Regions from separate parts of the Mus musculus genome. Here all the other regions are linked to region 7. The links are chromatin contacts, called in public Hi-C, HiChIP or PLAC-seq and promoter capture Hi-C maps. All regions are on one chromosome and are shown on one strand. The core of a region is the stretch at or near the end of the contact, and the rest is flanking DNA. Distances in the headings are between cores, read along the strand shown. Region 1 holds the start of Trpc4ap (transient receptor potential cation channel, subfamily C, member 4 associated protein). Region 2 overlaps Myh7b (myosin, heavy chain 7B, cardiac muscle, beta). Region 3 holds the start of BC029722 (cDNA sequence BC029722). Region 4 holds the start of Cbfa2t2 (CBFA2/RUNX1 translocation partner 2). Region 5 holds the start of Mmp24 (matrix metallopeptidase 24). Region 6 holds the start of Procr (protein C receptor, endothelial). Region 7 holds the start of Ahcy (S-adenosylhomocysteine hydrolase).

Evidence for each region. Promoter capture Hi-C pulls out the DNA fragments that hold promoters and counts their contacts. Hi-C and Micro-C count contacts between places; a contact is called where the count stands out from the background. HiChIP or PLAC-seq counts read pairs in DNA pulled down with a chosen protein or histone mark. Capture Hi-C pulls out chosen DNA fragments and counts their contacts.
Region 1: a contact with region 7 is called in an H3K4me3 HiChIP or PLAC-seq map of bone marrow-derived macrophages, with 2.3 times the contacts expected there. The contact joins the promoter of Trpc4ap here to the promoter of Ahcy in region 7. A contact is called at or near these places in 1 of 39 promoter capture datasets (the C10 cell line) and 5 of 115 datasets of contacts at active chromatin or transcription factors (bone marrow-derived macrophages, cardiomyocytes, fetal liver and 2 more).
Region 2: a Hi-C map of nephron progenitors shows a contact between it and region 7, with 4 times the contacts expected there. The contact joins the enhancer-like site here to the promoter of Ahcy in region 7. A contact is called at or near these places in 9 of 484 Hi-C or Micro-C datasets (the G1E-ER4 cell line, the N1E-115 cell line, Th1 cells and 4 more), 3 of 115 datasets of contacts at active chromatin or transcription factors (large pre-B cells, pro-B cells and stem cell-derived neural progenitor cells) and 1 of 9 other capture datasets (adipose tissue).
Region 3: a contact with region 7 is called in an H3K27ac HiChIP or PLAC-seq map of double positive thymocytes, with 10 times the contacts expected there. The contact joins the promoter of BC029722 here to the promoter of Ahcy in region 7. A contact is called at or near these places in 3 of 115 datasets of contacts at active chromatin or transcription factors (bone marrow-derived macrophages, double positive thymocytes and memory CD8 T cells) and 2 of 9 other capture datasets (adipose tissue and embryonic stem cells).
Region 4: a contact with region 7 is called in a promoter capture Hi-C map of erythroid cells, with 10 times the contacts expected there. The contact joins the promoter of Cbfa2t2 here to the promoter of Ahcy in region 7. A contact is called at or near these places in 1 of 39 promoter capture datasets (erythroid cells) and 1 of 115 datasets of contacts at active chromatin or transcription factors (bone marrow-derived macrophages).
Region 5: a promoter capture Hi-C map of liver shows a contact between it and region 7, with 2.1 times the contacts expected there. The contact joins the promoter of Mmp24 here to the promoter of Ahcy in region 7. A contact is called at or near these places in 1 of 15 datasets of contacts at CTCF or cohesin (large pre-B cells), 6 of 484 Hi-C or Micro-C datasets (the Ba/F3 cell line, the G1E-ER4 cell line, cerebellum and 2 more), 1 of 115 datasets of contacts at active chromatin or transcription factors (embryonic stem cells) and 2 of 9 other capture datasets (embryonic stem cells and liver).
Region 6: an H3K27ac HiChIP or PLAC-seq map of embryonic stem cells shows a contact between it and region 7, with 6 times the contacts expected there. The contact joins the promoter of Procr here to the promoter of Ahcy in region 7. A contact is called at or near these places in 1 of 15 datasets of contacts at CTCF or cohesin (large pre-B cells), 6 of 484 Hi-C or Micro-C datasets (the Ba/F3 cell line, the G1E-ER4 cell line, cerebellum and 2 more), 3 of 115 datasets of contacts at active chromatin or transcription factors (embryonic stem cells and pancreatic cancer cells) and 1 of 9 other capture datasets (embryonic stem cells).

Annotation. Positions count from the first base shown.
Region 1 is chr2:155,690,429-155,694,161 of GRCm38.p6, reverse strand. It overlaps Trpc4ap (transient receptor potential cation channel, subfamily C, member 4 associated protein), which reads left to right and starts at 1,778. Exons shown (of 19, transcript NM_001163452.1): 1 at 1,778-2,023. The coding sequence starts at 1,856.
Region 2 is chr2:155,627,029-155,631,066 of GRCm38.p6, reverse strand. It overlaps Myh7b (myosin, heavy chain 7B, cardiac muscle, beta), which reads right to left. Exons shown (of 42, transcript NM_001085378.2): 25 at 3,253-3,495; 26 at 2,398-2,574; 27 at 2,168-2,313; 28 at 1,858-1,948; 29 at 1,387-1,776; 30 at 683-809; 31 at 474-592; 32 at 190-386; 33 at 1-56. Among named protein-coding and RNA genes, the nearest start is that of Mir499, 6.2 kb to the right of the region's middle. Within about 2 kb of position 1,721, at least 91 of the 459 cell types and tissues checked have an H3K27ac peak or open chromatin away from gene starts, as enhancers often do. A contact at or near this core is called in the G1E-ER4 cell line, Th1 cells, nephron progenitors and 1 more, where this site is marked.
Region 3 is chr2:155,817,456-155,821,251 of GRCm38.p6, reverse strand. It overlaps BC029722 (cDNA sequence BC029722), which reads left to right and starts at 2,020. Exons shown (of 2, transcript NM_001384169.1): 1 at 2,020-2,086; 2 at 2,169-3,522. The coding sequence starts at 2,172. The coding sequence ends at 2,327. It overlaps Mmp24 (matrix metallopeptidase 24), which reads right to left. Exons shown (of 9, transcript NM_010808.4): 9 at 2,886-3,796. It overlaps Eif6 (eukaryotic translation initiation factor 6), which reads left to right. Exons shown (of 6, transcript NM_010579.2): 6 at 1,141-1,415. The coding sequence ends at 1,150.
Region 4 is chr2:154,435,005-154,439,017 of GRCm38.p6, reverse strand. Cbfa2t2 (CBFA2/RUNX1 translocation partner 2) reads right to left here and starts at 2,534. Exons shown (of 11, transcript NM_172860.2): 1 at 2,382-2,534. The coding sequence starts at 2,415.
Region 5 is chr2:155,773,189-155,776,909 of GRCm38.p6, reverse strand. It overlaps Mmp24 (matrix metallopeptidase 24), which reads right to left and starts at 1,568. Exons shown (of 9, transcript NM_010808.4): 1 at 1,273-1,568. The coding sequence starts at 1,437.
Region 6 is chr2:155,748,613-155,752,609 of GRCm38.p6, reverse strand. Procr (protein C receptor, endothelial) reads right to left here and starts at 1,393. Exons shown (of 4, transcript NM_011171.2): 1 at 1,146-1,393. The coding sequence starts at 1,212.
Region 7 is chr2:155,073,245-155,077,237 of GRCm38.p6, reverse strand. Ahcy (S-adenosylhomocysteine hydrolase) reads left to right here and starts at 2,741. Exons shown (of 10, transcript NM_016661.3): 1 at 2,741-2,873. The coding sequence starts at 2,846. It overlaps Gm39966 (a long non-coding RNA gene), which reads left to right and starts at 3,064. Exons shown (of 2, transcript XR_866885.2): 1 at 3,064-3,288; 2 at 3,532-3,993. It overlaps Gm45609 (a long non-coding RNA gene), which reads right to left and starts at 2,726. Exons shown (of 3, transcript XR_001783519.2): 1 at 1-2,726.

The DNA.
Region 1 (3,733 bases), core at 529-3,028, 620 kb before region 7:
GAGTGTCTGAAGACAGCTACAGTGTACTTACATATAATCAATAAATAAATCTTTTAAAAAAAATTACATTTAGGGCTGGCGAGATGGCTCAGCAGGTAAGAGCACTGACTGCTCTTCCAGAGGTCCTGAGTTCAAATCCCAGCAAACACATGGTGGCTCACAACCATCCGTAATAAGATCTGACACCCTCTTCTGGTGTGTCTGAAGACAGCTACAGTGTACTTATGTATAATAATAAATAAATCTTTTTTAAAAAATTACATTTAAGCCGAATAGTGGTAGCACGTTCCTTTAATCCCAGAACTTGGGAGGCAGAGGCAGGCAGATTTCTGAGTTCGAGGCCAGCCTGGTCTACAGAGTGAGTTCTAGGACAGCCAGGGCTACACAGAGAAACCCTGTCTTGAAAAACAAAAACAAAAAAACCCCAAAACAACAAAAAAAATTACATTTAAAGTGTGTGTGTGTGAGAGAGAGAGAGAGGGAGAGGGAGAGGGAGAGGGAGAGGGAGAGGGAGAGGGAGAGGGAGAGGGAGAGGGAGAGGGAGAGGGAGAGGGAGAGGGAGAGAGAGATTGATTAGAGGGCAGTTTGGAGGAATTATTTTCTCCTTTCACCAACATGGGTTCATTGGACCCAACAACTTAGGTCGTCAGTTTTGGCAGCCAGTGCTTCTACCCACTGACTCATCTCTCCTTATCCTATTTTCTTTGTCTTAAACCAGGTCACCAGGCAGTGATCTGCTGGAGCGAGTGGGAGCCACACCTTGCAAGTAGCATGCAGATGTCAGTCACAGTCTAGTTTGCCTTGGCAGCGATCTCAAATGCCTGCTGTTGTTCCACTGCAAGTTACTTATTACATCATTTCACTTTTTAAGGACTTTTGGTTTGGGCAACAAATTATAGCCACCTTAGTTACAAGTAGCAAACTTCATGGCATCCTAATTTGGCACACTCAACTTATTTTTGTTACAAGATAGCCTCCTAGAAGAGAAAGTGGGGAGAGTCAGCACCACCCTGCTTCCGAGGTTTGTCGGAGCCAGTGAATTCAGTTCTACTTGCGGGGAAAATGAGGGCAATATTCTATTTGATAGGGGATACAGTTTGCCAAATAAATAACTACATTTGTTTGTGTGGATTAGCTGTGGTCCCCTGAAACCCTCGTCCCCTAACAGGGCCCTCTGCTGTTCTGCTTATCACCTCGCCCTCCACCTCACCTATATATTCAGTATGAGGAGTACAGCTGGTGCCTTTAGGAACTATTTTTTGACATCTATCTGTAAATGAAATATTTTTCGCCATTTTCTTCGAATAAGCAATAGCATTGATGGTCCTTTACGTCTCATTTACATAAAGCACATATTTGTTAATTGTAATAAAAATATTAGTTGACTAGTCTGGCTCCCAGGACCTAAATATTGAATGGACTGAGGGCTAGGGGTAATGTGTAGTGACTTGGCTAAAGTCAATTGTAAAAGGAAGGGGACACGTGTCAAGTGTCAACTCTGGCCTAGGGCCTAGAATTTTTCCCTGGACACTGGGCTTGCATCATTTCCAGCTAGCGAAAATTTTGAGAGCTTGTGCACATAGTGACTGGTTTTCCACTTGGAGCAACCTCGAAGAAATGCTGGAGGTATCCCACTCAGCAAACTGGAGGGCCAGGAAGAGCCACATCTCAGCTACCTGCTCCCCCTCGGTAAAGACTACAGTTCCCATAAGGCGTCGGGGCACGCACAGTCCCTGCCACGCGGCTTGCACCTCCGCGTCAGTCCACTAGGGGCGATGTAGAGAGTCCTCCGCCGCCCCGTAGAAATCGACACGGCTCCGGGACCGCTTGCTTCCTGTTTGTCGGACGAGGAGACATGGCGGCAGCGCCCGCAGCGGCTGGAGCTGGGGCCAGCCGGGGGAGGCGGTTGGCAGCTACCGCGGCGGCGTGGGGCGGCTGGGGAGGTCGACCGCGGCCGGGTAACATCCTGCTGCAGCTGCGGCAGGGCCAGCTCACCGGCCGAGGCCTGGTCCGGGCGGTGCAGGTACGAGGCCGGCCCGGAGGGGCGGGGCGGGGCGGGCCAGGCTGGAGCTGGCCAGGGGCCGGGGAAGAGGCCTTTCCAGGCCGCTGCGGACCGTCCAGATCCCCCTTGGCTGGCCGCGGCGCTGTCCTGTGTGCGGTCCGGACGCTGTCAGCCGCGTTGGGACGGAGGGCAGTGGCCAGCTTGGAGGCCTGCGGGTCTGGGCCGAGTGGAGTCGAGCTGCCTGGGGTATTGATGGCGCGTCTAAGCCCTGGGCCGAGTTTCTAGATCCTCATTTCCCTGCGCCACGTCTGCGTGTCTGGAGGACCTTGGCGAGTTGGCTTCATCTTCTACTGGTCTCGTGTTTGCCCCTTGTGAGCAGGACGGGGTCCTCTTCACTGCAGCGCCCCCCCGCCCCCAAACGGTTCCCAAGCTTATGATAAATGTCATCTTCCCAGAGGCCTCAACGTTCCTCCTCCTTTTCTAAAGTAGGCCCCCCGGTTGTTATTCTATCAGATCACCCAATTCGTTTTCTGATGCTCTATTTTCTTTGCCTGTAATTGCATATTTCTTTGTTGTCTGCCCTTTCACGCCTGTATCTCACATTAGGCTGAGCTCCAACGGGTGCAGAAGACTCTTTTACTAGCGTAGGGATACATGCTTTGGGGGAAGAACTTTAGTTCAAAGCCCTATTCTCTTTCTCCCTCGGGCAAGTTACCTTTCAGGGCCGTTGTTTACTCATTTAATTCACCCTTTAAGGCTATTGTCAAATTCAGAGGAGATAGATGTGTCAAGTGTTAGTGTATTTCAGGTGCATATAAGGGCTGAAGGGTAATCAGTTATTGTTCTGTTTAGTGTCTAGCTTATTAAGTGTAATGATTGATGTCCTATACATGTGGTGGTGTAGGGTGTGTGTCTGTGTGTTGCGGGGGAGGGGGGTGTATAGGGCACAACCTTAGAATAAATAGATGAGGATAGGTGACTCCTCTCACTTTTTCTTCTTTCTCCCAGGTGATCCCAGAACTTACTTTGAAAACATTAGCTTAATTTCAAGATAGCTTTGTATATAGTTTTGAGGACTACATAAGGAACCAAACAGTGTTGATGGGAGAGGGACGGGCAGGAATTAGGTGAGTGGATGAGAGAATGGGTGTGAGATTTTTCTATACACCGCTACATATTTAAAGTTAATTTTGATCCATTTGAATATTACTGAAAGAACTGAACAGATCAAGGTGAAATGGTCGCAGGTGAAGGGGCGGCTGAATTTCCCTATAGAAACTGTAGATGAGCAGTCTTTTCTTCATTGCATTCCTCTGCATTTGCCTTAAGAAGAGGTGAGAAATACTTGCTCTGTCCTTGAAGCCAGAATACCTCACTGAGCGAGTGTGTCAGGACAGGCAGAGAGAGGAATGGCTAACCTTTAATGATCACATAGTTTTGGATCAGTCAATGTGCATGCAGGCTGTTGACTTTTTTTGAAAGTGAGTTTACTTTTGAGACAGGCTCTCCCTGTGTAGATTTGACTGGCCTTGAAACTCATATAGATGAGGCTGGCCTTGAACTTGTGGACGTCCTCCTACCACTGCCCTCTTAGTGCTGGGACTACAGGTGCCTTCTACCAAACCCAGAAATCTTCAATAGCTTGAGCCATATGTTGAATTCATCTCTCTCTCTCTCTTTCTCTCTTGCTCTCTTTTGGTTTTTTGAGGCAGGATTTTTCTCTGTAGACCA
Region 2 (4,038 bases), core at 472-2,971, 550 kb before region 7:
CATTTGCGGCCTCTACGCCTTCTTCTGCCTCTTGCAGCCGCAGGGCCAGCTTCTTCCTGGACCGCAGACCAGGCAGGGTGGCTTATGTACCAAAGGAGCCTGGGGAAAGGACGCCAGAATCCCCACCACCACACAGGGGGCACAGGCCAGAGTCCCCCTTGGATCGTGGTCTAGGTGCCAGCTACTCACTTGGCCTCCTCCAGCTCCTCCGTCCTTTGGATGGCATCTGCTTCATACTTGCTCCGCCACTGGGCCACCTCCGCGTTGGCTTTGGACAGCAGCCGCTGCAGCTCAGCCTGAGCCTCAGACTCTTCCTCGTGCTGCTCTCGGAGGAGGTCGCAGTCGTGCCGCAGGGCCTGCACTGCATGAGCCAGCGCACCCTTGGCCTGCAGGGACAGCAGTGGCCTCGCCATCAATCCAAGCTAATGGCCCCAGCGCCCACCTCCGCCCCACGGTTGCCAATTCCTGCCCACCTTGCTTTCTTCCTCCAGCTGCCGCCGAAGTTCCTCCAGACTCTGCGCTGCTGAGGTCTTCCCGCGGCTCAGCTGGCTGATCATGGACTCCTTCTCCTCCAGCAGGCGGCCCAGCTCCCCTGCAGGCGAAGGGGCCAGCAGGCCCACAGTCGGTCGAGGCGCAGCACCTAACCCCTACCTGGCATAGCTCAGCGAAACCCGGGCCTCACCATTCTCCGTTTGTAACCGCCCCCGCTGGGTGCTGGCGTCGGCCAGCTGTCGCTGCAGCTCCTCCACTTTGATTTTGGCCTCGCTCAGCTGGTCCTCATAGGTCCGACACAGCTTTTCCGCACTGGCCTGGAACCCAGAGTCAGAGATCGAGACAAGTTTGTGCATCCAAGGGGGATCCAGGGGCTGCCAGGCAAGAGACTGGGACTGGGACCTAGAACACTAGGTATGAGACCAGACTCGAGTTCCAGGTTCAGGGTCTGGGTTCCTACTGTGGGCACAAATTGGGAGTCTCGGGACCCATCCCAGGGTCAGTGAGTCAGTATTAGGAACTAGATCTGGGAACAGGTGTCAGGATTTTGGGGTGGGGGTGGGGGCGTCCAAAATTGGGACAAGAAGAGTGTTAGGGCAGGTGCTAAGTCTGAATTCAGGAGTCAAGAGCTGGGGTCACACTCCTGTTGGAAGGGCTGAGGTTTGGGTGGGAACCAGAGCAACCCAAGCCAAGGAATGAAAGTGAGCACTCGGGGTTAGAGGTCAGGACTGCTGCGGAGCTGGGGGTTAGACATCAGGTTAAACATCCAGGGGTCAGGAGGTCATTGCGGCGGAGTATTGTCATGAAGTGACCAGAGCATTGGGGAAGGGGGGTCGGGGGGGGATAGGGTCAGTGTAGAGTCAAAACTGATTTCGAGGCGGGAAGGAGGCAGACCTTGCCACGGGCCAGAGTTTCCACGCTGGCGCCCAGATCGTCCACCTCCATGCGCAGCTCGCTCTTCTCCTTTTCCAGTTTCTGCCGGATGCGCTGCAGGCTGTCCACCTGCTCGCTCAGCTCTGCAGCGCTATCGGCCTGCTTGCGGCGCAGGGCAGCCACAGTGGCCTCGTGCCTCAGAACTGCCTCCTCCAGCTCCCGCCGCAGCCGGCCCAACTCAGCCTCACGCTTGCGGCAACCCTCACGCTGCCCCGCGGAAGCTCCGCCAGCCTCCTCCAGCCTCTCGCTCAGCTCCTCCAGCTCCCGCGCTGCCTCGGCTCGCTGCTTTTCCACGCGGGCGCGGGCTGCTCGCTCCGCCTCCAGCTCCTCCTCCAGCTCCTCGGCCCTAGCCTAAGGAGATGGTACCGACTCCATGAGCCCCTGAACCAGGCCTGGTCCACCCAGGGCATCCCCCACGGCCACAATGCCCACCTGCAGCTCCTTGATCTTCTTCTGCAGCTGCACCCCCACGAGCTGCTCATCCTCCACCCGCAGGTTCAGCTGACTCAGCTCCGAATCCTTCCTGGGAGTGCATGGCGGGGTGAGCCAGCCCTGGCCCTACCTGCTATCCACCTGTCTGCCCCTGTGAGGTCCTAAGGAGCCTCGATCCTGCGCCTCTGCTGTACATAGCTCTGATCCAGAGAGGGCAGGACGTGACCTCCGCCCTGGTATCCTCCCCACAGCAACGGGGCTGAGAAGGAGGGCCCATCAGGCCCAGAGACCCTGCCTACCCCACACCTACTTCTTCAACTTCTCCTCCAACTGCTGCTTGTCTTGTGTTGTGTCTGTCACCGTCTCCTGCGTCAGCTTCAAGTCTCCTTCAAGTTTGCGCTTGGCGCGTTCTGTGTCCATGCGCAGCTTCTTCTCTTGCTCCAGGGAGCACTCCAGCTGTGGGGTAGAGTAGGGCTCAGCTTCCAGCAAGCCAGTGTAACTGTCGCCGCCCTGAGGGTCCCCCAAGGGACTCCAACTCACATCCTCCACTTGCTGTTCCAACCGGATCTTGGCCTTGGCCAGTGCGCTCACACGGTCCTCCTCAGCCTGCAGGTCACCCAGAGCCTGCTGGTGAGCCTCCTGCAATGCCTTCTTCTCCTTAGTCAGGCGGACCACGGCTTCATCCAGTGCCGCCATCTCTTCTGTCAGGTTCTTCACCTGTGTCAAGGCCCGATTTCACTGTGAGGACAGTGCTCCCCCTAGGCTGGTCTGAGCAGCCACCCCTTCCAGCTACAGGATGCAGGCAGGCCGCTATACTGAGCCTCCACCATTCCTGCCTACAGGTTTGACCTCCTCCTTGAGCTGGGTAAAGGTTCATACCCAAGCATACATAGCTCAGAGTAAAAGACTAGTGGGTGGCAGCCATTTACAATAGCAACAGGTATTCTGAGAGCTGTGTCCTAGCCGCGGCCTTATATTTGGCACCCATAAGAACCTAAACAGCCTCGTTTCCTCTTCTGTGTAAAAGTCAATACTCACAACGCTGGCAACCACGGCTCTCGGTGATAGGATTCTCAGTTCGGGCAAGCTGCCCTCCCCCCAACAAGCTTTTCAATCCAGGACCGATGATCATTGCAAGCCTTTACTAAGCACCTTCTGTGTGCAAGGTCCTGTAGTATGTGCTTAGCAAAGGCTACTTACATCCAAATCCTTAGTCACCCTAATAATGTAAGTGCTGGTACCCCCACTTGACGGACCAGAAAACGGAGGTTCTTAAGAGGCTCTGTGGCCTGACTCGGGCTACATGGCAGGTACCCATGCAGAGCGGGGTTTTAGGGAGGAACCCTGCAGTTGCCTAACACCAAAACTGGCCCCCAGCTCAGGCCCTTCCCACACCTTGTTCTCTGTGGCTTGTTTCTCTTTCTCGGCCTTGGCCAGCGTCAGCTCCAGGTCATCGATGTCTTTCTTGAGCTCCGTGCACTCGTCCTCCAGCTTGCGCCTGCGGGCGGCCAGGTCCGCGTTCACTTCCTCCTCGTCCTCCAGCCGCTCGCTCAGCTCCTTCACCTTCGCCTCCAGCTGCACCTTGGACTTGATCAGCAAGTGGCAGCGCTCCTCTGCATCTGCGAGGTTGTCCTGCTCCTGAAAGGATGCGGTGGGGAGACAGTTAAAGAGCGGTCGGCAGGAGGCCAGGGCCAGCCCTGGGGAAGAAAGGCCATTTGACCATGCAAAGGCAACTCCAGTGAGGCACATGCTGGCAATTCAACTCGATAGACGAGGAGCTGGCGCACCTACACTCTGCTGGGCTCTGGGGACTGTTGCAGGGGACACAGAGACAGAAATGGCACTGTGAAAAATTAACATTAGCCACAACATATGTGACCTAGGAGACCTAGGCAGAGCTCTAGGAGAAAAGCCCCACTGCACTTGCTTGCTAAGGAGCTGCAACCATCTGAGAGGTGGTATGGTTGGGTGCAAGGCCAGCGCTGCCCACCAGGGGGCAGCACCAAAGGCCATTTCAGGAGGAGGCAGAGTTTCCTCACTGCCTGCTGCTTAAGCCCTCATGCTGGATGCGGAGTTTTCTAACCATCATCTCCAGCCTCAGCCTGGGGCTGGCATCCAAGTGTCATTCAAAGCCTATACTGGGTAGGAGCTGGGGAGACAGCTCAGTGGTTAAGAGCACTG
Region 3 (3,796 bases), core at 771-3,270, 740 kb before region 7:
GTTAGCCTGAGATTTTGAGTTTTGCTGGGTGTTGGGTTGCTTGTTTATGTAGGTTCCCAGTGTAATCAGAGGTTCTGACTATAGGTGGAAATAATAATCCAACTCTGGTTCTTTAAATGATAGAAGTATCATGTGACCCAGACTGGCTCTGCTGAGCTAGAGGTTGTGCCACCACACCTGGCTATGTGCATGTGTTTTTAAAGCTACTAGTTTTGATGACGACATGTTGGTATTCACCCTGACTAACTCTGCTGTCAGAGCTGGTGAACAATTGAGAGCTTATGCACTGCAGGCAAATGCTGTCCTGTAGGGCTACACCCAGCCCAGCCTGAGAAGTTCTACAGCGTTTTATGTGCCAGGCGGTATTAACGTGATCAGAACACTCCCTGTCCTTTTAGACTTGGAAGAGAAGGAAAGACTGTTGTTTCCTTTGGGTTTTTTGACTTGTTTTGAGGTGTTCATGGATTTTACGGGGAAGATATCAGGTTGATATGGGAGACGGTCTAGTGGGTAAAACGCTCGCTGTACAAAGCAGTGAGGACTGACTTGGTTAAGATTCCCACACCACATAAAAGCTGAGCTTGGTGGCACATGTCTGTCATTCCAGCGTTGGGCTCATTGGCTGTCCACCTAGCAGCCATGGTGAGCTCCAGGCTCAGTGAGAGACCCTGACTCAAAAAGGAAAGTGAAGAAGCAGCCGAGGAAAGAGCTGACACGAGCCTGTGCATGCTGCACACAGTGAGCACCTCGGTTTCAGTATCATGAATGATTACTTCCTCCAATACCAGTGATCCACTTAATCCTTAGAGAGAGCACGTCTGTTTTTCAGTCTAGTATTTGTGACTTTTTGTATCAGCAGTAATGAAGAGTTCTGGAAAAGGAAGGCAGTTTTGGCCTTGGCCTGGTCTCTGAGAGGCTTGGTCTGGGCACATCCTGCTCTCACTGACTTTTCCTTGCTCCTGTCTCAAACGTGGGGAGTTTTAGGCTTGATCTTACACAGGATATAGTCAGTCTGGAACCCTGGAACAGGTGGGGTTCCAAGTGTGGCTTTTCAAGGACTGAACTAGAACAGGTCTAGGGTGGGGCCACGTGTACCTTGTAAAACAGCTCCTGATATGTAATCCATTCCTCTCTCTGCAGCCTCACATGAGTCACCGTCCATGCTGCCGTGTGGGCTCCTGCCTCTGGACTTTGGCTCATTTTCCATGCCTGAGCTAGTCTGTACCAGATGCTGGCAGTGGGGCATGGCAGAGCTCGGTAGAGCTGAATTGATTGCCCAACCCTTCACCTGTGCCATCTCTTGACAATTGTTACTGGAAAGCCTGCCCTGTCATGCTGGCTTTCAGTTCTTGTGGCTCTTGGATGAAAGTTCTGCTATCTTGTGCCCCACCCCATTAAAGGACTGCCTCCCACCATCCTCAGTGTGCTGTGTGTGTGTGTGTGTGGCCTCAGTTTGCAACACCTCCTTCTACAGCAGTTCCTGGGTTGTGGGGAAGTTGGGTGGGATGACATGCAGTGTTTTCCCTCAACAGGATGGGAGACCTGCAGGGGGTGGTGGAACACACCAGTAATCCCGGAGGCAGAGGGGATCTCCAGTTCATAGTCAGCCTGGCTACACACTGAGTTCTAGCACAGCTAGGGATACATAATGAGATCCCTCCCACCCCTCAAAGAAGAGATGAACAAGAGGAAGTAGTGCTGGCTTCTGGGTTCCATTTCAAGCCAGCTCCAGCCTCTCGGCCCTCCCTGGCCTCAGAATGAGACACCCAGCTCTTCTCCCTGCCAGGGCCTTTGTGAGGCCATAGGCACTCAGCTGCAGTGCATTCTGGTCCTGCCTGAATTTGAAGATGGGGTAGCCTCCTTGGGAAGCCAGGCCGCCTCCTGTGGCTCTAGCAGGGCCTTCTTCTAAGTGGGGCGGAGCCTTGGGCCCTGGGCGTGGTTGGCTAGTGGCCCTGCCTTTCCCGTGCTCACGGGGCCCGCCCCTGGCGTGCGAAGGCCTTCCTTCTCTGTCTCGGCTGCGTCATAACGCTGCTCCTCCCAGGCCAGACGGCTTCCGTGCAGCTCTGCTTTCACTTTACTGCCTGAGGTGAGGACACGCGCGGGTAGAGGGTGGTGATGGGTGGGGTGACACTTGCTCTGGCATGGTACCAAATGGGCTTCTATTACAGACCATGGGCGCTCTCCTGAGTGGTGGCCAGGATGGCCCGGAGCCCGCGCAGCCCCAGCCTCCAGCGCCGCAGGGTCCGCAGCAGCCTCAGCCGGAACCTGGCCCGTGGGGGCCACTGGACGACGTGCGCTTTCTAATCGCCTGCACGTCCTGGTACTGACCCGGCCACCCCTGGCCTTCATGCCCTCCTGGGCCTGGCCTGGCTTTTATCTCCTCACCCTGTGATTTCCTGTCTTACTCCCTCTGGGCAGAGATTCAAGAAAGATCGCGGAGACTGAAAGTCCCTCAGGGCCACCTCAGAGAATTGCACCTCAGCTTCAGACTTGACAGACCCCCGAACCAGCTCATTCCCACGCCCCCTTTCAGCTCTGTCCTTGGGCTGATTTCCTTAAGAGGAAGAGCCAGGATCAGATGAGGCGTCCTGGCAGGCTCTTGATGCTGTTGAATCCTGGTTTCCCCCTCGCTAGAACTGAGCTGCTGCCTGGCCATAGCCCCATGTGCCCTGTCTCCAGAGAAGTCTTGCCACAATGACCCTCCCGTACTCCTGAGGTTCCTGGGTGACGGGTTGGGGTGGGGTGGGGAGGACAGGACATTGATTGCTGGTTAGAAGATGCACGAGGCAACTGCAGAAGTACACTCCCAGGGTACCCTTTTCTCCCTGAAACTTCTTACGGGCACACATATGCCCTGGTCTTTGTTCCCATACCCCAGGGGAAAAAACACTGTATTTCTGTTTTATTTAGAAATGATTTAAAAAACATTGTACAAAGGCTGATCAGTTTAAAATGTGACCGACACTGAGATGCTGTGATGTCACCCAGGCCGAGGGGAAGCTGAGCTCTGGGGGCTCTAGTACTTTGCCCCTCTGACTGCTCTGACCTGGGCTGATGGACAAACAGATGACCGCAGGCAGAAGAATCCAAGATTGGAAGCCTCTAGGCTGAGCCCTCTCTGGGCCCGGCCCTGTGTCCCTCACATCTGCAGCCTGGGCTGCCTGCCTCCATCCCCTGCTCTTTCGCAACTGGCCTTGGAATGCCAGGAGCCAACAGGGAGCCTGCGGGGCCTAGAGCTTTCAAGAAGTGAGCACCAACCTGAGGAGAGGGACCAGGGGACTGGGGGAGGGAGGCCCAGAGGAGAGGACTAGAAGAGACAGTTTTCTCGGACCCTGGAAGGGCCCACTGATGGGGACACAAGACCCAGCCAGGGCCACCTGGATGGCAGGGGCAGATAATAAGACCTCCTTGTGCTTCATCTGAGGGTAAGATGAGTGCTACCCTCAGCCTCTCTCAGAGCCTACAGGAGTTTCATGTGAGTGGACAGCTGTGAGCTAATAAAGTGCTTTGCAAAGTATAAAACGCTGTACAAACCTATGAATCACTAAATCTCTGCAGTTGTTCCCCGCCTGCCCCAGGGAGCCTGCCCTTGGCCAAAATGAGCAAGAACACAATGGTGAGATGGGACACAGTGGACCCACATAGGTGCTTCTGGGACAAGAGATTTTACTCAACAACTCCCAGGGCATCAAGAGTCTCTGTCTGTGCTACAGGGCGAGAGACCACAGGGCAGGGGCAAAGCCCATGCAGGCTCAGAGGTCAGAGTTGGTATCTGTGACCCACTAGCACCCTGATG
Region 4 (4,013 bases), core at 1,285-3,784, 640 kb after region 7:
CCCATGTCTTCCCCCCACCCCCAAAAATGGAGGCCCAGAGAGACTTTTTGAGTTTTTTAAGGAGAACTTTGTAGTTTTCAGTTATAAGTACCTGCCTAGGTGATGGCACACACCTTTAAAACTAACACTGGGAGGCAGAGGCAGAGGCAGAGGCAGGTCAATCTGAGTTTAAGGTCTACAGAGTGGCCAGGACAGCTAAGGCTGCACAGAGGAAAGAAAAAGAAAAAGTACCTACCTAGCACCTATAGGCCTTCAGCATATTAAACCACTATATACTAACTTTTGCAAAGAAACTTAGTTACATAACAAACCACAAAGTCCTACTTCTTGGCTTTTGTTTTTTCCAGACAGTCTCACTACATAACTTAGGCTGGCCTCAAACTCATATTCTCCTGCCTCAGCCTCCTGAGTGCTGGAATTACACAAGCTTTCACCATACTCAACTTTTTGGGAATATATTTAACTGAAAACATAAAAGACATGGAAATAAAAATGTGTTAGTTCATCTGGACCTAGTGACACAGGCCTGTATTTTTAGCTACTGAGAAGCTGAGACAGAATTACAAGTTGCCTGGGCAACTTTGTCTGAAAATAAAAAGGGCTGGGGATACAGATCAGCATGGTACATAAAGCACAAGGCCCTGAGTGCAATCCCCAATACTGCTTTAAGTAAATGAATTTAAATTCGGGTAAAAGTTTCTTCCACTTTTCTTCTGTTTGTTTCGTTGTTGTTGTTGTTTTTTGGTTTTTTGAGACAGGGTTTCTCTGTATAGCCCTGGCTGTCCTGGAGCTCACTGTGTAAACCAGGCTGGCCTGGAACTCAGAAATCCGCCTGCCTCTGCCTCCAGAGTGCTGGGATTAAAGGCGAGCGCCTCTCTTCCACTTTTCTTATATATGATACCATCAAACCTAAGGGTTACTTGTCTCCCTTCAGAAGACCATTGAGAGCAGCAACAGCACACTTAACTACAGAAGGCATTGGTGGGAAAATCTAGTTTGTATCTTTTTCCATTCAATTTGGAATGAGAGCCCAAGAAAAAGGCTGTATGAATCCTCCGCTATAACTGCTGAACTGAAGAGCAAAGAGGGGAGGGGCTAAAAGCTCTCAAGAGGCCTCATTTTATCCTTGCACAACGGACATCCTGCAACACCTGATGTTAGCTTTTATTCATTTTTTTGTTTTATTTTTAGGGTTTTGTTGTTGTTTTTGTTATTTTGTTTTGTTTGGGGCAGGGTGCCACAATGTAACCCTGGCTGGCCTGTATAGATCAGGCTGACCTCAAACTCAGCCTCCAACGTGCCTCAAATACCTGTTTTTAGACTGTCACCTGGCATAGACAAAGAAATATCCACAAAGCACGAGTCCCTCTCTTAAACTCAAATTCAGAATCTAGTCTGTCAAGTTTGTTGCCATAGTCTCTGGACTTAGAGTGATAATTTGTATTTAGATGATTTAATAAATATTAAATGAATCGAATGCAAATTGCCTGGTGCTCAAGTAATGTTGGCTATTACTGCTATTTTAATGACAATTAAATTTTTATTGTTCTTATTAAACGATGCCATCCCTCCTCCAAGGATCTTACAATTCTAGGAAGAACGTCTGTAAATGGGATAGCGAAATGGAGGTAAGAATAAAAACACAACTGAGTCACATAGTAGGACTAGTCAAAGACAATATTAAACAAACTAACAAAACACAACCAGACGCCAACTTCGGACTTTTCCGAGGAACACACATAACAAACTGTGATTACGATAGTGAGTTTTCACACTTGAGTATGATGTGCAACTGTGTGTTCAGGGGATTTTACTGGATTCACTAAACCCTACTACAGAGCATTCAGAGTACGTTCCTCACAACCCATTTTTCAGATCGAGCAACTGAGACTTTTGGAGCGCCAAGGTCACAGCCTACTCGCGAGGGAGCCAGGACATGAACCCAAAGCAGTCCGACCCCAGAGCCTACATTCAACAGGGCCCTCCGGAATATCAGCCCGGCATCCTCCAACATCTACCACTCGTCGCTCCAATTCCGGCGTGTTTCCCGGGACCGGACTTTCAGCCCCGATGCCGCGAAAACAAAACAATACTTCTCTCGCGGACAGTCCATAGGGCGCCCGCCAGGCCTGAGCTCCAAGGCCGCTCCACACAGTCCTGCTCAGCACCCGGAGCCGCGAGCCCCACAGGAAGCGCCGGGATAGCCCCGAGGGCCCCGGAAGGCCGGGGAGCCGCATGACCTTGGATCCAGTGCCCCAATCCCGGCCTCAGTTTCCCTGCCCAGGCCTCCCGCCGGGGGGCCTCTGCAAAGCCTCCCGCCTATGGAGCAGCAGGCCCCTCAACACACACCCCTCAGCCGTCCGCCTTCCCGCCCCACTTACGTTGGAAGGCGGCCGCTCCAGGGACGCCCACCATCGCGGAGCGCAGTCTGTCGCGAGCGCCGCTCGCTTCGACCCTCTGCCTGAGCCCTCCGCAGGCGCAGGCCGGGACCTGCACCCGCCGAACTCGCCCGCACCAGCGCCGCCGCCGCCGCTGCCGCCGCCGCCGTTAGGCCGCGCGCCGCCCCGCCCCCAGACAGCCCCGGCACGCCCCCGCCGCGCGCTCCCGCGCGCAGACCAACGCACGCGGAAGACGGGCCCGAGGGCGCTCACGCGAAGCACCGCCTCCTGACCTGGCCCGCCCCTTCCGCGCCAGGCTGCGTCCTATCCTGGAGCGGCCTGCACTTCGACCCGCCTCCCGCGCGCTATGCGTGGCCGCAGGGAGCCGCCCTTCTCCGAGCTCCAGACTTCCGGATGTGGCCTGGGCGGCAACCTAGGAACGGGGGCGGAGTCCCGGGGCGGGGCTTCGGGGAGGGACGTTTCAGGTGCAGGCCTTGTAACGCTTTGACGGTTGTATTGGGTGTTAAAATTGTTCTTTCCTCCTTTTACTTATTTGTTTTTACATTGACTTATTGCATATGTGTGCGTGTATATGTTTGAGGGAGTCCAACGCATGTATGTGAATGTCAGAGAACAAGTCGGGAGCAGGCTCTCCTTTCACCCTGTGGATCCAGCAGGTCAAATTTCGGGCATCAAGTTTGTTTGACAGCAAGCATCTTTGCCAAATTAGCTATCTCGCAGATTTCTACATCTTTTGCGGCTATAGGAATCTAAATGTTTAAAACAACTAGCTGTCATTACTGATTTCTGTATCAGATCAAGGGGCTTTGTGGGGTTTGTCTGTGTTTGTGAGGAGGGGCACGTGTATGTGCAGGGGTTTTTTTGTTGTTGGTGGTGGTTTTTTGACACAGTCTCACTTGTAGCTCTAGCTGTCCTGGAACTCACAGATAATCTATCTACCTAACTCTACCTCCCAAGTGCTTGGGACTAAAGGCCTGAACTACCAGGCCTGGTTAAGTGCAGGTTTATTTTGGTTTGTTGAAACAATGTCATAATGTACATTTGGCTATTCTGAACTCACTGACCTACACCAGGTTAGCCTTGAACCTTAAGCTATACTTCTAAGTCTATCTCCCAAAGCTGTGTCTATAACACCAGCAGGCCTCACAAAAAGTTGTTTCTGAAAAGGGCCTATTTTGTATGTCTAGCTGGGCTGGAACACACAGTGTAGCCACAAAAGCCTGGAACTCTCACACATCCTCCTCCCGTGGCCTCCCAAGTGCTGGGATTGTAAGCAAGAGTCACTAGCCTGTCTTCAACAGCTGCTTTTATACACTCTGCAATTAACCATCTCAGTACCAAATACAGTTTCTCCCCTTTTCTACACATTCGCTAGAGTCTCTCCCACTGGGTTGTCCACCTATTTCTGTTAGCAAACTCAAAACATAAATCCTCCGAGCAACCCAAGAAAGTACTCTGATCCTAGCATGAGTTCTCTGCCATTCTGTCTCTCAAAGATTCAAAATCAGGAACTATAACTAAAATGAAGCCAGCCTGGCATAGTGGCACAGACCTGTAATCCCACCCTAGGGAAACTAGCAAAATAACTGCCAACCCAAAGCCAGCCAGGGCCAC
Region 5 (3,721 bases), core at 319-2,818, 700 kb before region 7:
AGAGCTAAAAGCACAAACTAGAGAAAGTTTTCATTGAAAGTCAGCTAATGATTATAAACCCTGAAGAGGCAGACTATTAGCTCGGCAAAGGATTCTTTCACACATCCTAAATTTTCTTTAAACATGTCATCTTTGGAGAGGCTGAGGAAATCGGGAGCTTCCCTTCTAGAAAAACACACATTTTTCACATATAAACACAAATTAGCAGAAAATTTCAGAGAATTTATGATCCCTTGAGTCCCTTGCCCAGTTAAAAACTGCTGTTCTGGCAGATTCTTCTAAACAGCCTGTCTACTTAACAAACACACTTCTCTCGGGATAATTCAGGCAATCACCAATTTCCTCCAGCAACGTTAACACTGGTTCAACATTATTTTTTTTTTTTTTTTTTAGAATTGCAGGCTTCTAGGCTGGGAGACAGCAACAAAATTAGTACAACTGTCCCGGACCTTATACGACATAATGTCCTGGCTTAAACATGAAACAGACTAGAGTCAAACCACTAGCTCTGTGACCTTGAGCGAATTGCTTAAGCTCTCAGGGTCTCTATCCTCATCTGTAAAATGGGGACAGGTGCTACAACAAGCTCACAGGATACATGCTGGGGTTAAATAAGCTAATTCCTATCAAACATAGCGCCAAGTCTGGCCCATAGTGCACGGTTGTTATTATGCATGTATCCATGCAGGCATTATGCATGCATCCATCCAATCCCCTCTTGGAGCTCCTACTTGCACATGCCAGTGATGAGCAGCTCACCGCCTCCTGGGCTGGCTGAGCACCTCCAATTGTTAAAAACTTCCTGCCTTGGGCCGAAATGTGCCTTCTTGTAATCCCCCACCCCCCACGGTCCGTTGGCCTCAGCTCTGCCCGGTGGGGCCACGCTGATCTCGCCTATCCCGACGGCCCTTCAGCTACCAAGACCGCGATCCGGTCCTTCCTCGCCCTCTTCCCTCCCCCTTCTCCAGCTCCAACATCCTCGGCTTCTCCTCCAGCCCACAACACACTGGCTGCGCTTACTATTTACTCCGAGGCGTACGGTTTCCCTCACACACAGCCTTGCAGGCCACACGCCCCACCGTCACCGCGGCCACCTCGACCCTCCGCTCCGCCCCCGCCCGCTGCCTCTGTCCGCGGTGCTGAACGGAGCCCGGCCCGCGGGCCCCGCCCGGCCCTCGCGCTGACCCGGCGCCAGGCACCCCGAACCAGGCCCGGTCGGTGCCGCCCCCTGCCCAGCCCCGGCCCCGGCCTCGACCCCGCGCGCCTGCCCACCTGCCCAGCGAAGGGCGCGTCCGCCCCGGCCGGCTTCCCGGCCCCCGCCGCCGCCGCGAGGCAGCAGAGCGCGGGCAGCAGCGGCAGCAGCCGCCCCGGGGCCCGCCAGCCGCTCCAGCGCGAGGCCTGGCCCGGCGCAGCGCGGCCGCCCCGGCTCCTCGGCATCCCGGCGGCGGGGGCCCGGCCGCCCGGCTGCGATGGCGGCGGCGGCGGCGGCGGCTCCGGCCGGGTCCTCCCGCTGCAGCCGCTGCGGAGCCGCCGAGTCACGGCGCCGCGGACGCGCGCCTGGCCCGCCTGCCGCCGCCGCCTCGGCCGCCGCGCGCCCCCGCCTCCGCGCGCCCCGCCCCGGCGAGGGGCGGCCGGGGGCGCGGGGGCAGCGCCCGAACGGGACCTGCGGGAGGCGGCAGCGGCGGGGCTGCGGGAGGCGCTCGCTCCAGGCCCCGGGTGCAAAGAGGGCAACCCTGAGGGAGGGTGAAGAGGCCAGATAAATAATTCTGGCCCTAGGGCGGCTGGCCGGGCCCCGGGTCTGTAACCCCAGGCTAGCCCTGGGGGAGAAGGGCTGAGGCTTAACACTGGAGAAAAGGGGTCTGGGGAGACCGCCGGGTTTGGAAGAAAACGAGCTCAAAAATGCTTGACATCGGAGAAAGGGTTTCGGGGGCTTAAGAGGGGTGGTGCTGAGAACCAAGAAGAGCAAACCTGGGCAGTGCTTCACTGGGGTCGGGAGACCCCTCTGGGAAGTTCGCTCCTTTACCCCTCAGAGGGAGAGGGATCACCCACCCCCTGAATGTCCCACATTTGTGGAACACCTTCTATGGAACACCAGCAGTGCCCTGGGCTTCTGGGGCTACTAAAGTGAAAAGGGAGGCTCCTGGGCCAAGGTGTAGAAGGTTACACCTAGTGAGAAACCGTAAGCACTGAGACAAACAGGATACCAAGTATCAGAAAGGATTCCAGGGGTCCCGGCTTAGGGAGGCCGGAGGTAGGTATGTAGGAGACAGTGGGGCTCTACCAATGCTCTGGAGGAAAGGCTGGAATTAAACAAGGGGGAGGGTCGGGGCAGTGTGTGTGTGTGTGTGTGGTGTCTGTGGGTCCCTATGGGGTGACTACAGAGATCTACAGAGATAATGTGTACGTTGTGGTTGTTTGGTAGTTTGGAGGTGTGGAACAGGGACATACACAGACCTGTGTGCAAGCACTGGCTCATCTCCGTTTTATAAAATGTTGCCCTCACTACTCCTGTGTACCGTCGTGCCTCAGAATTTAATAAGTGTTCCGTGTTAGTCCTCTCCCAAGGCAGAGCATGATGAGAGCCTCCATAAAAGGACACACAGATCCCAACACCAGCTACTAGTTATTGAATGCCTACTACATCCCAGGCATCGGGCTAAGCCCGTCACTGAATTATTCCTCCCGAAGTCCTGTGAGAAGCTCCGTGAAAACAGGTTGTTATCGTAAACCACTTTAGGATAAAGAGGAGGCTCTGGATAAGTTTGCCAAACATACATGATTCATAAGGGTGCAGCTGGAGTGCTCTGGCCTCAAAGCACATCTTGTCTGCTAGGATGGTAAAGGATGAGGTGACAAAGGACATGAAAGGAGGTGATGGGCAGTGCAGAAGGTGGACTATGGCATTTTCACAGATCTGGAGTCCTCCTGGCGAGGACTAGCCTGGGGGAGGTGGCAAGGAGCTAGGAGTTAGACCTCTGGAAACTGGGAGCTACTGCACGGTCTTAGAGATGGGTGGGCACAGGGATGAGTAGAGAAGAAAAGATAAAGTGTGGCAGGCGCCCAAAGAGCAGAGTAGGAAAAGAGCAAAGGGCCAAGGGCCCCATCTGGACACAGCCAAAGGAAGAGCCTAGCGAAGCAGACAAAAGACTGAATGAAGCAGGGCTGGTTGGGCTGGAGGGATGGCTCTGTGGATAAAGAGTTTTCCATACAAGCTTGAGTCCTGAGTTCAGATCCATCCTAAAAGTCAGTGGTGTGTCTGTGATCTGAGCACTGGTGGTGTGGGGAGACAGAGAAAGATCCCAGGGTCCCATAGGTCACTCAGTCTAGCTAAAATGGTGAGCGCTACAAGGGACCCTGTCTCAAAAGAGTATATGAATAAAATGGAGACTGGGGGTGACAGGTTGATGTTGTCCTCTGACAGCCAAGGTACCCACATGAGCAAGTGCAGCTTCCCCCCCAACCCCCACATACACACTACACACTGGCAGATAGCACTGACCAATTTTCAATCTGGGGAGGAGATGGAGATAAAACAAGTTTATGTAAGTTATGGCCAAGATGAAACCAGAGCATTGCAGAAACGCTGAAGAAAGATAATGAATTGTCTGTTTGGGGAAGGTTGTGTGTGTGTGTGTGGGGGGGGGGGTTGCATTCCGAGAGACAAGGAATGGAGCCGACTGAGCCTTCTCCTGTGTTTAAGACCAAACATCCAGGAACTGCT
Region 6 (3,997 bases), core at 144-2,643, 680 kb before region 7:
CCAAGATGGTAAAGCAAACCAAGATTTGAATACTGGTAGCTGAAGCTAACCTGCCAATCTGAAGTCATTGCCTCTCCGTAGGACATCTGTCCACAGGACGGATCTCAGAGTCTAGGCTCAATCTGAGATCCACAGTAAGTTATCTGGCCCTAGTTGCCTTTTCTGGCGAATCTCCGTGTTCAGTTTTATCAAATGGCTTGGAGTTCCTCATGCCGACTTTTGGCCACCATATGAAGAGCTTGTCCAGGTTGCTCTCTGCTGCCCTTGTTCTGCCTGGCGAATCTCTATTGAAGCTGGGTTTGATTATCTGTCTTCAGTACCCAGGAAAGGGCTTTGGCAGTGTTGGCATTGTAACACCCCCCCACTCTCTCTCTCTCTCTCTCTCTCTCTCTCTCTCTCTCTCTCTCTCTCTCTCTCTCTCTCACACACACACACACACACACTGTTGCGTTGGAGAAGTTGATTTCTGTGTTTGCAAGTGTGGATATACTGGTGTGAGTAACCTCAGCAATGACCTGCAATGACCTTTAACTGTTCTGTGACCAAGTTTTCATCTTAGTAAGATTAGTGTGATAATATGGCGCACCACAAGTCAATGTGTGCATAAGATACAGTAGTCACTCTAAATATTGCCCCTCTGAGGGAGAAATGGAGGCTATAGGGAGTGGGGGGAGCTGGGCATCGATAGTGTTTGGCAATTAATTCCCCTTTTCTGTTTAAGAGCTTCCAGCAGCCTGATCTTCTGGCCTTGGCTCTTCTGCCCCCATCTCCCACCTCATCAGCTACATCTCCTGTCTTTCTCCTCCTTCCCATCACAACCTCCACACTTATCTCAGCTTTCCTAGGGTCTCCCTATCTGTCCATCTCATATCTCTTCCTGCCTTCCCAAGACTGACACTGCTCTCCTTGCCTTCTCACCTTGTTCTTATTCTCTCCACAGGTCCCTTCCACCAGCTTCCCCAGCCTTCTCCGGAGAGTTAACTGGACTTCCTCACCCTGTCTTTGAAACAGGAACCAAAGCCCAGGACCCAGCAGCTGTAGACATCCATGCTGTGTGGGCTTAGTTGTCCTATAATTAGGTCAAAGTTCCCAAATACACCAAGTCCCTAGAACACCCCCAGGCAGGAGCCTTGACCCAAACTCACCATCGGAGTTACAAAGGGCGCAGCCAGGCAGCAGCAGCAGCAGTAGCGGCAGAAACTTCGTCAACATCCTGGAGTTCTGGGTCCCACCTGGGTCGGGGCAGGCTCGGGTTCCTCAGGCTGCTGATTAGGAAAGAGAAGGGAGGCTGTCCGGGAGGGGCCGGAGCAGAGCGGAGGATGGAAAGAGAACGCGTGCAGGAAGAGGGAGTCAGGCTTTTAAAGTGTTACTTGGATCTGTCTCATTTCCTACTAGGGGGCCTGGCTCGCCTCGGCCCCTCCCAGCTGTGGGCCCTCCTGCCTGGACCTGCCTGTTTCTCCTCCCGCTGCTTGCTTCCGAGGCTTGAGGAGGAGCGGAAAAGGGGGAGAAGGGCTTGGCGAGAAGTCCGGTAGGTCGCCGCTGAGTCAGGGGGGTGGGGCGTCTGCTTTCGATGTTGCCGACTCTGTAGAGATGACGGGGAAACTGAGGTCAAAAGAGATGTAGGGATTTGCCCAAAGTTTGTACGTCCCGATGACGGCAGATCCAGGATTGGAATCTAACTTTCCAGGATAACTGCCTATAGTTTATCAGAAGTTTAAGTACACAGGAATTACACAACTGGAGGAGAGGGGCTCTCAGAAATAGTCACAGAGTCGAGTGAGTAAAAAAGAGTTCATTGTGGCAGAGATTTAGGAACGCTCTAGATAAATCTCAGCATCGGACAGGTCATAGTCATTTAGTGGCAATGACATCACAAATTAGTATGTCTTTTGAAAAAATGAAGTAGGACAGAATAAGAAATTTGATGCATCATCCTTAGTAAGCAATATTTCCTGAAATATGTGTTCACTTATATAAGGACGTTTCTGTCTGTGCATTTTCAACTTTAAAAAAAAAAAAAAAAGCCGGGCGTGGTGGCACACGCCTTTAATCCCAGCACTTGGGAGGCAGAGGCAGGTGGATTTCTGAGTTTGAGGCCAGCCTGGCCTACAGAGTGAGTCCAGGACAGCCAGGGCTACACAGAAAAACCCTGTCTCAAAAAACAAAAACAAAAACAAAAACAAAAAAAAACAAAACAAAACAAACACCCAAAAAAACCAAAAAAACCAAAAAACCATAAAAACCCAAACAGGGTCTTACTATCCATATGAGGTTGGCTTTGAACTCACAGAGCTCCAACTTACCCTGCCTTCTGAGTGCTGGGATTCAAGATATCAGCCACCATGACCAGTATCTTATACTTTTTAAGTTAGTATGTATAGTAAGGGGTTTCATTATGGCATATATATACACATACACACACACACACACACACATATATGTGTGTGTGTGTATGTATATGTATGTAAATATACATATACGTATATACATATATGTGTATATATGTATGTATATATATATTTATACTTTGTTCTTAGATATCCTCCCAGACACACACGCTTACATGTGTGAATGCACACACACACCCCTAGCTTCCACATATGAGTGAGAACATGCAGTATTTGACTTTCCGAATCTAGTTAATTCACTTAACAGGCTGACCTACAGTTTCATTTGTTTTCTTGAAAATGTTACAATTTAACCTCCCCCTTTGCCTAGAGTCTCATAGAGCTTATATGCCACATGCTCTTTATCCATTCCTGAATTGATGACGTGCGGGTATGTTTCTGTGATGGGTTTTGGACAGCCGTGTGTAGCTCGGATATTATTTAGGAAGTAAGTAGCTTGGTTTAAAGTCAGTCTCTCAAGTTAGGAAAGCCCCTATGGTAAAAATACTACTTAGAAATAAAAACAAAACCAAAAATCTTCCCTCGCAAAACCGCTACTTCATTTCATATTGCTTAGAGTCACTTGAAGCTGTAGTACTTGTTCACATGTTTGTTGTCTGAATTTCCCACCAAAATGGCAAGCCCCATGGGAATAGGGAGGCTGGCTATCTTGCTCCATGCTGATTCAGTGGTACACGTCACACAGAAACATCAGCTAGAAGACAGAAGGAGGTTGGCATGCAGTGCACACATCTCTAGGAGTAAGTTATAGACCACTAGATACAGCTTAGAACCATCTATTCATCCACAAACAACCAAGCACACTTGTCTCTGTAAGCAGCAAATGAATATAGAAGCATGTGTATTAGGTAGAGCAATGGTTTATTTCTGGGGACGGGAAGAGAGGGGAGGAGAGGGAAGGAGAGGGAGAGAGAGGGAGATGGGGTGGGGGGAGAGACTGAGACAGCAGAGAAGAGTGGGAAATCTTGTGAAAACTTTTGTCACTATTTTGCAAAGGGTTTTTCTCATTATAAATATAATTGTCTTAAATAGTTAATTTTACATCTAGAATATGATCATATATTTCCTACTTAGTTAAAAACAAGAATTTCAAATAACAGGTTATGGTACACCCCTGTACTAGAAGAGTGGTGTGGGAGAGGGGGGTAGAACCGGAAGGATCGATGAGCCATGATGGGGCAGGAAGATATGGACCAAATATGGATGGTGTGTCCCATGTTGTATTAAGAATTACTCCTGTCTAGGTAATACATTTATAATTCCATCCTCACATCTCCTAACTATGTCTGTTCAAACACACAGGAGAATGTCTGCAGGCCAACTGTGGCTCAAGGTTGTCTCTGGGGCACAGGCGTGGGTCAAGCACCAATAGAGGAATTTTAACTCTTTATATCCTTCTTGGTGTCACAGTGGCAGTGCACAGGCTCCCGTTCTCTGAGCTGTATTTGTAAGCATGCCATGCTCACTTCTCTGCTACTGCAGACTTCCCAGCCCATCCTGGAGAGACGAATGAGCCCTCAACGTTGAGGGATTCAAATCACAGCTAAGTGCATGGTCTTGTATTTGAAGAATCATTACCTCACGTTTGT
Region 7 (3,993 bases), core at 1,492-3,991:
AAGATTTATTTATTTATTTATTATATGTAAGTACATTGTAGCTGTCTTCAGACAGTCCAGAAGAGGGGGTCAGATCTTGTTACAGATGGTTGTGAGCCACCATGTGGTTTCTGGGATTTGAACTCCAGACCTTCGGAAGAGCAGTCGGGTGCTCTAACCCACTGAGCCATCTCACCAGCCCCCTAGTTTGCTTTCTGTTGCGGTGATAAACACCAAGTCCAAAAGCAACCTGAGCAAGGAAGAGTTTGCTTCAGCTTACACTTCCAGATATGCATCCCTGAGGGGAAGTCAGGGCCGGGACCTGGAAGCAGGAGCTGAAGCAGAAGCCATGGGTAGCTGCTGCTTACAGGCTTGCTCAGCCTGCTCTCTTACACTCCTCAGAATAAGTACTCAGGGTGGCACCACTCAAGATGGCTTGGTCCTCCCATGTCAATCATTAAGAAAGAAAATGCCTCCACAGGCCTGCCTATAGGCAATATGAATGGAGGAGGCATTGACTCACTTCAGGTCCCTCTTTCCAAGACGATTCTACCCTGTGTCAAACTGACAAGACCAAAACCAACCAACCAACCAAAAAAAAAAAAAAAAAAACAAAAACCTGACCAGGACAGCCTGTTATGTGATACTTTCCTATGAATTATTGTCCAGGCAGGCTCCAGAGGCTCCTAAAATAACACAGGTTGTTGCCACTGTTATTGGTTGTCCACCAGAATTAGACACTTCTTAGTTACTGTTCTGTTGCTATGAAGAGGTACTATAACCAAAGCAACTCTTGTAAAATTAAGATTTTTTAAAAATAAATACATCATTTCCTTCCTTCCTTCCTTCCTTCCTTCCTTCCTTCCAACCACAATTTCCCTCCCTCCTTCCCTCCCAGTCTCTTTCCACCTCCCACTGAATTTACTCCTCTGTTTCTTAAAAGAAAGAATTTGATTGTGGGCTTGCTTACAGTTTCATAGGATTAGTCTATTATCATCGTGGTGGGGCATGGTGGGGATATTTCCAGAGTATGATGCACTCACAGTGCTGGGGCAGTAGCTGAGAGTTACATCCTGGTCTATAGGCTGAAACAAACAGACAGATAGACAGACAAAAGATAGAGAGAGGAGGGAGTTTATACTTGTTACTGTGAGTCTAGTCAAAGATGCATAGCTGGGGAAACGGTAGGTCTTCAGGAGGAGCCTACTACTGTTGAGTTAAATGTTGTCTCCTAAATATTTGTTTATAGTCACAGAGTGGCACAGTCCTCAGTTTTGGTCAGAAAAATCTCCTTTTGTAGCAAATGACAGGTAATGCAAATGACCATGGCTGGTCGAGGTGCTGAGTGTGACTGTCTCAGATCATATCACGCCCTTTCAAAGCTCAGGGGAACACCATAGGAGGAGGAGCAGAAAGAACGTAAGAACTGGATGGAGGGGAGGAGGGTTGTGGACCCACACGGCATGGCCGTTGCAATCAGAACTCACAACTGCAGCTATTTGCCCAGGACCTGCACAACACTGGATCCCCAGCAACATTCAGTCATGGATGGGGGAGGTGTCCCGGGACATTGCTAAAATTCCCTCCTAGGAGACAGAAGCAAAATCTACACCTCCTCCCAAATAAACTGAGGTATGATTCTGCGGAAGATCCTTCTGGGGGAACCGGTGAGGTCAGTGAGCTTCCTGACAACGCATACACAGGTCAGGGGGTACTTACCAGATAGGGGTATGAATGATGCTTTTCCCCAAAGACCACAGCTGGAGACCACACCTCAACCAGCAGGGATGAGGGCCTCGCCAGTAGACGGGTAGCTGGAACCTACTTCCCTGACTACATACTCTAGTCCTTCCCTGAGGTCATGTTCAGTTTAGGCAGAATTGCATATAACAGGAGGTAGGGTGCAGCTGGACACCCAGGAGAAGGTCTTGTGACCCTCCTTGTTACTCCATGAGGAGACAGATAAGTCCAACGGAGGCCAACTTTTTACAAAGGGGCCAACTGAACTCCCCAGAGATGGTATATGCACACAACATGGGGCCTGGTTTCCTTCCTGAAAGCTAGCCGCTGAGAGCCGCTGAGAGAGAAGTCATACTCTTCAGGTGTATAGTCATTGGTGAGTTATCTATGCTCCTGCGGATAGCTCCGCAGTCATTTCCATGTGAGCAGCCTGTGAATCACCAAGAAAGACTACCGAATGAGAAGGTGTTGAGGAGGGGGTGGGGGCGAGCAAGGAAAGGCAAACAGAGGGAGGAGAGAGTGACACAATTGCAACCGGTGATTTTTCTTTCTTTGTTTTTGAGATAGGGCCTCACTCTGTAGCCTCGGTTGGCCTGGAACTAATTAGCGATAGAGCAGACTGGCCTCGAATTTGTGACAAATCTCCTGGCTCTGGCTCCAGAGCGGGAGATTTCAGACACTGTCTCCAGAGTGGGGATTCACAGGCACATACCACTAGGCCCAGCTCTTTACTTTGATCTTGCAAGAGTTTTACAATTGAAGCAGTTAAGGCTCAGGTTAGTAAATTGGCTAGAGTCTAAGAATTCTGCCTTGTTTTGACCTCTGATTCACTGGCTGGACGGATGGGAGAAGAACCGCCTCTCTCCACGCTCCCTCCTAGTCGAGTGCCAGGGGTCCAAAGGCCACAGTGCACAAAATTTATGATTTTTGAGGCAGAGATCAGCCTTGCTCCCGCTCCGCTCAACGCCTCGAGCTAGGCTCCGCCCCTAAGTTTCAGCCCCCAGCAGGTTCATGAATATTCAAATAAGAAGATATTTAAAGACGCCGGCGCCAGGCGTAGATCCCTGCCCCGCGCCGCCCGGCCCCCTTCACTGAGTTCATCAGTCCTAGCGGAAGCGCCGCCAGCATGTCTGATAAACTGCCCTACAAAGTCGGTGAGTCCCAAGGGTTCAGTCCTCCGTGGCGACTCGGCTCCCGTCCTGGGTTTGTTGTCAGTACCGACCTGCGTCTTGTTTAGGTGGCGGCTTCGGGGCGCCCCGGGACCCCTAGAATCGCTGGCCTGGCCGCGCAGGTGCCCGGGGATTGGAGTCCACACGCCGCCGAGAGCCAGGAGTGGGAAACGGCCGCGGACTACAAGTCCCGGCGTGCCCCGCGGTAGGCGCCCAGAGCGGCAGCGCGGGCTGTGATCTTTGGTCGGGCAGCGTGCTCCTGTCGGAGAGACTGGCCATTGGGAAGCGGCCCTAGAGGCCCAGACCCTGGCCCTGGCGTTTGGCGGCTTGGGTGGCCCCTAGCAAGGGCCCACCGTCTTCTGGGCCTTGAGCAGGGCCGGAGAGAGCATCAGTGTTCTAGGTGCTAATGAGGAGAGGCCTGGAAACGGCTAGTCTCGGTGCAACGGGAACTTAGGGTCCCATCTGCTCAATCTCTGGGATATCTAGTGGATGTCTAGAAAATTTGGAGTGGTTAGAAATTACTGTTCGTTTTGTCCCGATTATAGAAAGCTGTCTGAGTAAACACACCTTAACTTGAGCGTTTACAGTGGGATGGGCACTGCCTTATAGCATTATTCTAGACTAACCCGTCTTATTATTGTAGCTCTCCATGGAAGGAACGGTTTTATGTTTACAATGAATATCCAGAGGTATAAAGGGCATTTTCCCAGAATCTTGTAACTGGAAAGCAGCTGGTTAGAATTTGGACTCAGGACATCATGACCTCTAAGCTCATCTCTTCCACTGCTGTCTGTATACAAGGCAATACACTTGAAACAACCCTAATGGAATTTCAACACAATCCAATTCAAACTGTGCCTAGTGACACAAGCTTGTAATCCCAGCCCTGCTATCACTACTGAGGCCAAGGAATCGATCAGCTCATTTCAGAGGTCAGCCTGGGCATACAGTGAATTCCAGACCAACCTGGACAAGATGGGGAGACCCTATCAAAACAAAACTACAAACCAAACAAACAGAAAAACAAAGCAATTCAGGCTGGTTAGCTTTTAAAATAATTTCAATACTCTATTAAATTGGAAAGGGTCCTCAAAGGGAGATGAAT